Linked DNA regions of Mus musculus: region 1 is linked to region 2. The links are chromatin contacts, called in public promoter capture Hi-C maps. All regions are on one chromosome and are shown on one strand. Each heading gives the region's core, a stretch centred on a gene start, on an enhancer-like site or on the middle of the called end of the contact. The rest is flanking DNA. Distances are from core to core; before and after follow the strand shown.

Region 1 (3,894 bases), core at 472-2,971, 330 kb after region 2:
CTCAAGCTCCTCCTCCTGTCAAAGCCTTCTGAGTGCCAGGAGGACAAGCCTGTGTCACCAGGCCCAGTTCCTTTTACCTGGCCTTGTGAGACAGGGTTCCACTCTGTAGCCCCATTGGCACTGAACTCAGCTTCCTGAGTGCTGGGATTAGACATGTGCCACCATGCATGGCTAAGGCTTCATGTCTCAGCAGTCTCTGCCTCCGTAGAGACTCCCCCCATCAGAACCCCTTCATCTGCAGTTGCCTGTGTGTATCCACTCTGTGGAAGTGCAGACTCAAGTGAAATTCAAGCAGCCTGGGGGATGGCCCCTAATCCTGGGACAGCAAGCGCTAGGGTCAAGCACAGCACTGTGAACAGTAAGGTGACCTCTCCTCAAAGACAACCTTTCCCAGGCTTGGTGAAAGCAGGGAGGCACCTTGTCTGTGTGAATCTGATAAGCCGAGAGGGGAACAATGGGGCAAGGTGGGCACCAGCTGCAGGTGGAAACCGAGGGGAACAGGTGCTCTCATGTGCGGCTGCAGGTGGAAACCGAGGGGAACAGGTGCTCTCACGTGCGGCTGCAGGTGGGAACCGAGGGGAACAGGTGCTCTCACAAGCGGTTGCAGGTGGGCTCAGGGCATGACAAAACAGCAACATGTCCCACTGCACTGCCATTTGATCAGCATATATTAAACATGAACCACAGGTAATATTTTGTAGACAACTGAGCAACTGAACCACACAGTGTGAAGGCAGGGCCTCAGGGACCCAGGGTACCAGGGGGGCTGCAGGAAGCAATTACCAGTGCTGCCTGGTCCCCTAAAGGAACCCTGAGACCTTGACAAGTGTATGCAGTTGTCTGTGGAGTGAGGAACTGGGTTTTAACACTGTACTCTGTGTAAACATAAATGAAAACACTGTAAAACCAGTGAGCACACCTACCTCGCCACCTTGGTAGCAGCTGGGTCCCCATACTAGAGCCCCCAGCTTCCTCAGCTCTAGCCCCAAGAGAGCTAGAGAGCCTCCACTATGGGGGAGGGGAGTTCCTGGCTTGCCTTGGTCAAACATTAACCAGTACAGCCTGAGTGGCCCCAGTTTACCAGAATCCCGACTTCTCCAGGATGTAGAGGGAGCAGCTCCCACAAAGGCTGTGCCGACTCAGGCCTCGCAGATGCCAGGCAGCCAGACTAATTATATGTCATGATGCAGTTTGGTGAACAGACCACAAAGACAGGAATCTGCATTAATTATCTGGCCATGGCAAACTTCAGGTGGAAGGGAAGCAGGAAGACTCCCTGGTGCTGGTGATGGAGGCTACAGCAGTTGCTTTACCTCCAGGAAGCCAGAACACTCATTTGCACTGAGTCACCTCCCTCTTTATAGCTCCGGCTGATGTAACACCGGCTGTGACTAGACTAGAGAAAGCTCCCTTGCCTGTGTAGCTGCTACTGCAGTTGCTGCCGCTGTACCGCAGTGACTTGCTTGAAAACTCCCATGTCTCCCAGAGTAAAGGAGTAAGAGGAGACTGTGGGATGAACACAGGCCCCCACCCCCTGAGAGGCTTCCCCCATCGCCCTTGTCCCTTCCCCCACAGGTCACCAATCTGACAGCTTTCCTTAGACAGTCCCACATTTCCTTATAGGTACTGACAAAGAAACTTGCAGAGCAGCCGAGCCTCCCTTGATCCCGCCTCCCCACACACCCTTCTGGTGTGCAAGAGGCTGGCAGATTGCATCACTAGCCAGATCCCATTTGGCTGGGGTGAGCCAGCAGGAGGGGTGTGGCTAAGCCCAAAGCCTACAGCCTCAGCCTTGACAGCTGTGGTCTCTAAGGGAAAGTATGACACTGCTCTGGGCTCCAGGAACTGTGCCTCTGCTGAGTCGCCCTGTAGGAGGTGCCCCTCTAAACCTCTCAGAAGGGAGCAGTGTATTGAACCACTATCCTCACTGTCCCAGTGGGCCCCTCTGCTACTCTAATACCCTGCCCTGTCTGGGCCAAGCCAGCTTCTCTCCTGCCAAAACCAGGTCTGATCCCAGACTGCAGGCCAAGTGGACAGAGAAGGGCCAGCACGGGCCTCGGCAACTGGGGTTGAACTTCTTCCTAGCTGACGACTTCTCCTCTGACATCAGAAGAAGACAGAACAAAAGAGACTCTATACTTTCAAGTCTCTTATAAAAGCCAGAGCAGGTGGTAAACCGGTAATGCGCACTGACTCGGGAACAAGCGGACAAGGGATTATTATGCCCCGCAGCCCCGCTTTCAAAACCAAACAATCTGAAATAAATGAATGAATTCATCTGGGTCCAGGGGCTTCTGGCCTTCTCGAGACACTGTCATGAGAGGCGGTCAGAAGACCGACCGGAAGGAACCTCAGTTCCCTACCCAGACAATCCACCACCTCGTCACTGTCTCCCCACCAAAGACAAAGCCAGCAGGACTGTGCCGTGACAAGGGGATAGCCTGGCCTTAGCGTAGGAGGCGAAAGGCTGGTCCTTTTGGGGGTTCCCCACGTGACACCAATAGATAAATGTGGCTGTGCTGGCTAACAGCTGGACCTGTGAGATAAAAAGCCCAGAGCCTCATCCTGGGTGCAGATAGCTATGCAGGTCAGGCCCTTGGCCCACGGGCCTAATAGTGATGTTCTTCACAAGGTTAGTTCTCATCCCTAGCCACCTGCATGGGGACACTCAGGCTCCACGGCTCACACTTCAGAGTGCTGGAGAGACCCTTTACTGTCTGGCTGGGTCAGCAAAACAGTGCTCGGGCCATGGGAGAAGTCCTAGGCTCACCCTGATACCACCTGACCCATGGCTGAGCAGGCACCAGAATCTCTTCCCTAAAGGGCCAAATGTGACGGCCGGAGCTGCTGCCTCAGTACAATGGGCAGGAGGTAGAAACTCATGGGGCTGGTGCTGCCCACACTCTCCCACCAAGTCTCCCAGGCCTCCTGGGGCAGGGTAGAGCAAGTGGCTGGTGGCTTCACTGGTTCCAGGAAGCATGACTGGTCCCCCAGGGTGCATCTATCCTTGGCCCACTGATTGGACGAAGGCCTGAGCCTGGGTGGGCTTAGATGACCTGTCTGGAGGTGATCCTAGCTCCATCTGAATCGAGTCAGTCAGCACACGCAGGGATTCCCTGATGGACCCAGGACTCCCGACATCAGTAGTACTTCCTTACTCCTTAAAGTCTGGGTGTTTCAGGTTCCCCACTCAAGTCTCTCAGGTAGAGCCCAAAAGAGCCCCAGTGAGCCTCTGTGCAGGTTCAAGATCTGTCTGGCAATAACCAGGTGGCCAGTTACCCCAGTACTCATCCTAGCCAGACAGACTCCTAGACTCCTCAGGTGCTGGTAAAAACAGCCCCCCCCCCCAATCACTGGCGATCCCACCCAGACAAGTCCAAGACAGCCGAGCCTCTAAGGTCAGCAAGCTCCCACATGCTAGGGCCATTAGCCCAGGTTGCCCACTTAGATACAATGGGTGACTTCTCTAGAATCCCTTTCCTGGGCTCCCAAGTATGCATGTAGCCACACAGGTCAGGAAACCTGCAGGGTGTGATCCAACTCCAGCATAGGATGTCACTCTGATGGGCCGAGAATCCTGGCACATCCGAGGAACGTAGCTGCTGTGGAGTCTTCAATGTTTTGTTTCTTAAATTTGAGACAGGGTTTCTCTGTGTAGCCCTAGCTGTCCCAGAGCTCGCTCTATAGATGCTGTCCTTGAACTCAGGCACATACCACCACACCTGTGCCCCATCCTCAGGTCTATGTGGATTCTCCAGTATCTTCCTCTCGGTGTGGGATGGGACTCAGGCCTCATATACACTGAGCACTAGTCAACCACAGACAGTTCCAGGGGTGCAGGTGTCCCTGACTATTCAAACAAGCCTGGCATATCCTTTCAACAGGCCAGAAAAC
Region 2 (4,110 bases), core at 35-2,534:
CAGCCCAGGAGCCTGGGGTCCAAGGGCCTTCATCTTCATGCACAAGTCCCCCCTCAGGCAGCAGCCCAGGTAGGGCCTGCTCCCAAAGCCTTCCTGTGGCAAGGTGTCACAGCAGGCTGGTGAGAGAGCCCGCTGAGAGCCCAGCTGGCGCTACGTGCCTGGAAGCCAAAGGTGAAAGGGCAAGAGGTCAGGTGCTGGGCCTCGTTTTCTTCTTCTCTGGCACACCAGGGGCTCACTACCAGGGATGCCCCTACCAAGTGCTGTGTGACTCAAATGTACTTGAACCTTGGCTGGACAGCCACCGCCACCCTGCCACTGACAAGCCGCAGGGCCACCAAACAGGAGGCTGAAGTCCAGGCACTCAGCAGCACCACCCAGAAATGAGGAGGACTCCACACTCTTCACAGACCGCCGGGAGGGCTGAGCATCCAGGCAGTTCCAGAAATATCTCATGTGGCCCTACATGGGGCCAGCTGTCCTCAAGGCTTCCCAGAACCACGCCCCTCCTCCCCACCTCCCTTGAACCCGGTGGGGCTGGCAGGACTTGCGGCTCTCTCTCTGCTCAGCAGAGAGGGCTACTGGGCCCAGGACACAGTGTTCTAGAAACCCCGTCCAACACCGTGTGGGAAGTGTCTGCAATCTGCACACCGCCAGCCCTCCCAGGTCCCGTGCCCTGCCATGTCCAAGTCTTCCCATACCCTGGCCATGACCTTGGCAGTCAGTCCACCTCTGTGCCAGCCAATGTAAGCAAAGGTGTGTGTTAGCAGCTATTCAAAGTGCCAACACAGCCCAGGAGCACACCAGACAAAGGCAGCATGTCACAAAGCCGGGACTGTCCCCTCGGGGAGCCAGAACCTGGTGTCCAGACCTTGGTGGCACTCTGGGAAATAAGTCACAAGCTTGTCGTTGCTTTTGTTAGACAGGAAAAGGTCATTCACAGCCTGTTTGTTTGGGTGGGGGGTGGTTGTTGGAAATAGAACTCGCCTCCTGCTTACTATACGGCCAAAGCCGGCTTTGAACCCAATTCTCCTGCCTCCACCAAGAGCAGGAACGGCAGGCAAGACCTCTCCAGCTCTGGTCTTTCTTGACAGCTGAAATCCTCTCCCCAATCCTCACAGCATCAAAAAAAAAAAAAAGTCTCCTGCGCCCAGTCAGAGAGGGAAAGCCGGTGGCTTTTTTTATTTTTATTTTTTAAATCTTATTTATTTGTATGTGTGTACACATGTGCCACAAGGAACCTGGAGGCCAGACAACTGGATGGAGTCAGTTCAGGTAACCAGGCAACAGGGCAAGCATGTTTATCCACCCCTTGTCTGACATGGGGGGAGGGGAGGGGAGGGGAGGGGAGGACCGGGACAGTACACAGGAATGTCCTGTGCACTCACACAAGTAACTAATAAACGCAGATGTTGGTTTACATTTCTTCTGGGGCCTTTTTGGGGAGGAGGGGAGTCTTGTTTTGTTTTTGACGGTAGTCCCATTCTATACCTCACGCTGTCCCAGAACTCACAGCAATCCTCCTGCCTCAGCCTCTTGAGTGCTAGGCTGACAGGCACGTGGCGCTGAGCCCAGTTCTGTGTTATTTTAGAATGGAGGAGCTTTAGAGGCCTTTATTCTCTGCTCTACCTGACTTTTTCTGCAATTGCATTAAAAAAATATTAGTGAGCTGTTCTTGCCTAAACCAACAACTGTGTTGTGGAGAACGTCTTTTTGTATTGTATGGCTGCAGCACCTGTCATATTTTGAGTCTGAGTCTTATTTCTGGGAGCACGGGGCTGGGAGGCAGAACCTGACCTAACTTCTACAGGGCTGCCCAAGACCCTAGAAGCTACTGTGGAAACTCAGTCCATACACAGAGAGCCTAGGCTACCACTCAGCGCGACCCACCACAGCTGCAGCAGAGGAAAGGAGAAAAAGCCGGGACAGCATCTCCCAGGGTGGGAAGCGAGTCTGCCCGCCCACCCACCCGCCTGCTATCGCCCATGCAGCAGCAGCAGCAGCAGCAGCAGCCACAGCGCAGGGCGTGAGGTACGTACGGCAGGTGTACACATCTCTGTACTCCATGTGCTCATAATCGGGGAGAATTTTCATGAAGCGTCCTGACTTCACTCGAGGATTTATACCTGAACGGACACAGCAGGAAAGGCTGAGGGTCCCCTCACAGGTGAGCGGCTGCCATGTGATGTGACCTGACATCCTCTTCCTCCTGCTACTCCTACTTCTGGGGGGTCAGACAGTGCCAGACTGGCCAGGTCAGCTGCACTATGGGGCATGTCTCCACGTTTATTGCGACTCGCTGCAGCCATAAACTCTGGTGGCCCCTGGGATCCAGGAGTGGGAGAGCAGTATGGCTGACAGGTCCGTAAAGTCGTGGAGGGTTCTGTCCCTACAGAGGCACGGCTTCACACTCTCCTGTCCTCACGATGTGTGTTCTAAGACATCACATCTCTCACTGCTGAATCCAGACTGGCTGGAGCGGCCACCTGTTCAGGGGCTCAGGCTGACTCCCCTCAGCCATCAGGCCCAGCTTAGGAGTGTTTGCAGACTTTCAGAACCTCAGCTCCCATACTCAGTGTGCAGTACGCTCTGGCTGATGCAAAGCAAACACCCAGGTGCTAAGAGGCAGGCAGAGGCTGGCCCTGCAGCTGCAGCACATTCACAGAGCCAGACAGCAGAACGCCGCTGTCCTTGCCTGCCTGTCTGCCTCCACCACACGACAACGTCTCCAGACCCTGTACCTGGGAGGGTTCTCCCTCAGGACAGAGGAGCACAGCTCTGAGGAACGCCATCCCTGTGTGCTCCATGGGCTGTCACGAGACACTGACACCTGGCCAGCGTCCACAGCTGCGTCCCTGTGAGGATGAGGCTGCGGCACTCATCACTCCTGGGGGGCAAGCTGTGCTGCTAGCTTGTAATGAGGGTCAGGCAGCCCCGCAGCCACCCGACTGCAGTGTGGGACATATGAGCCCCATGGATTCTGAAGAGAGGCTAACGGGGGGCAGGGATGCTGAGCTTAGAGGGAGAGGCTCTGGGGAGTGAAGGGACTGATGGGAAACAAGACAGGGGTTGATGCGCTCACAGAGGAGGGAATCGGAGCTGCGGAAGGATGGGCAGCACGGAACAGAGGCAGCCGCTCTGAAGCTGAGGGAGCTGACGGAGAAAGCGACTCCACTTATCAATTCCTGCAGGCCCAACTCAACTCCAGAAGGCCAGAGTGTTCCTCCCCAGCCACACACTCAGCTCGTCTCCGCAACAGCAGACGACTGTTCACTGAGACAGAACCACAAAGGCTCCCAGCAGGGTGTAAATGTTTGGGGTAACAGCTATGCCACTCACCCTGACCTGGTCAGTGTACACTGTGTACATGTACTGAGGTCACTGTATCCACAGATACACACAATTGTCATGTATGTTACAACAGAATATATGGGGTGGGATGTGGGTCCCAGACAATGAGAGCATTTGCCGAGCACTGAAATCCCGGGCAGCACCAAAGTAAAATATAGATTCAATAACTAGAAATGCAGGCCCTGGATGCCTTTAACCGTCATGGACTTGAAAGGACTGTATCCAGGACAGCAGCAAGCATCAACCCCACTGACAGTCATGGCCACTGCCACTTATGGAGCCCTGGCTCAAAGGCAAAGGTGCAGAAGACAGAGGACTGACTCACGTTTTGCATAGACGTCCCGGCAAGACACACCTGTGATCTCCAGCTTCCGCAGGTTCTCACAAACGCCATACTCTGCAACAAGAAACACGCTAGATGCAAAACCAAGGAAAACTCGCGCAAAGCAGCAGAGATGCTGACTGTGACAGGCGGGGGACTCGGCTGACACTTCCTCATTGGGAGGAATCTGCCTTCCCTGTGTGACCTCTCTGCTTGCTCACAGCCAAAGTCCCTGCCGCGCTGCAGTGAGGGCCGCCCAGCTCTGCTGTCTGCTCTGCTATGGTCCAGTAACCTAACTGTACAATGGACTGAGGCACTCGGGACTCTGGAAATGGTGGCGGCCATTCGCATCTTTATGAGATCTGTAATGGTGGTGTTAGGTTCCAGATGGCCGGAGGTCTCCTTAATGCACAGTATGGCTGGACCTGTCCTTACAACAG

What was found. Capture Hi-C pulls out chosen DNA fragments and counts their contacts.
Region 1: a contact with region 2 is called in a promoter capture Hi-C map of adipose tissue. The contact joins two enhancer-like sites. A contact is called at or near these places in 3 of 39 promoter capture datasets (the SN4741 cell line, hippocampal neurons and pre-B cells) and 1 of 9 other capture datasets (adipose tissue).

What each region holds. Positions count from the first base shown.
Region 1 is chr8:121,896,885-121,900,778 of GRCm38.p6, forward strand. The region is part of intron 1 of Slc7a5 (solute carrier family 7 (cationic amino acid transporter, y+ system), member 5); the gene reads right to left. Among named protein-coding and RNA genes, the nearest start is that of Slc7a5, 8.9 kb to the right of the region's middle. Within about 2 kb of position 1,722, at least 379 of the 459 cell types and tissues checked have an H3K27ac peak or open chromatin away from gene starts, as enhancers often do. A contact at or near this core is called in adipose tissue, where this site is marked.
Region 2 is chr8:121,562,602-121,566,711 of GRCm38.p6, forward strand. It overlaps Fbxo31 (F-box protein 31), which reads right to left. Exons shown (of 9, transcript NM_133765.4): 2 at 3,674-3,745. Among named protein-coding and RNA genes, the nearest start is that of Fbxo31, 14 kb to the right of the region's middle. Within about 2 kb of position 1,285, at least 49 of the 459 cell types and tissues checked have an H3K27ac peak or open chromatin away from gene starts, as enhancers often do. A contact at or near this core is called in adipose tissue, where this site is marked.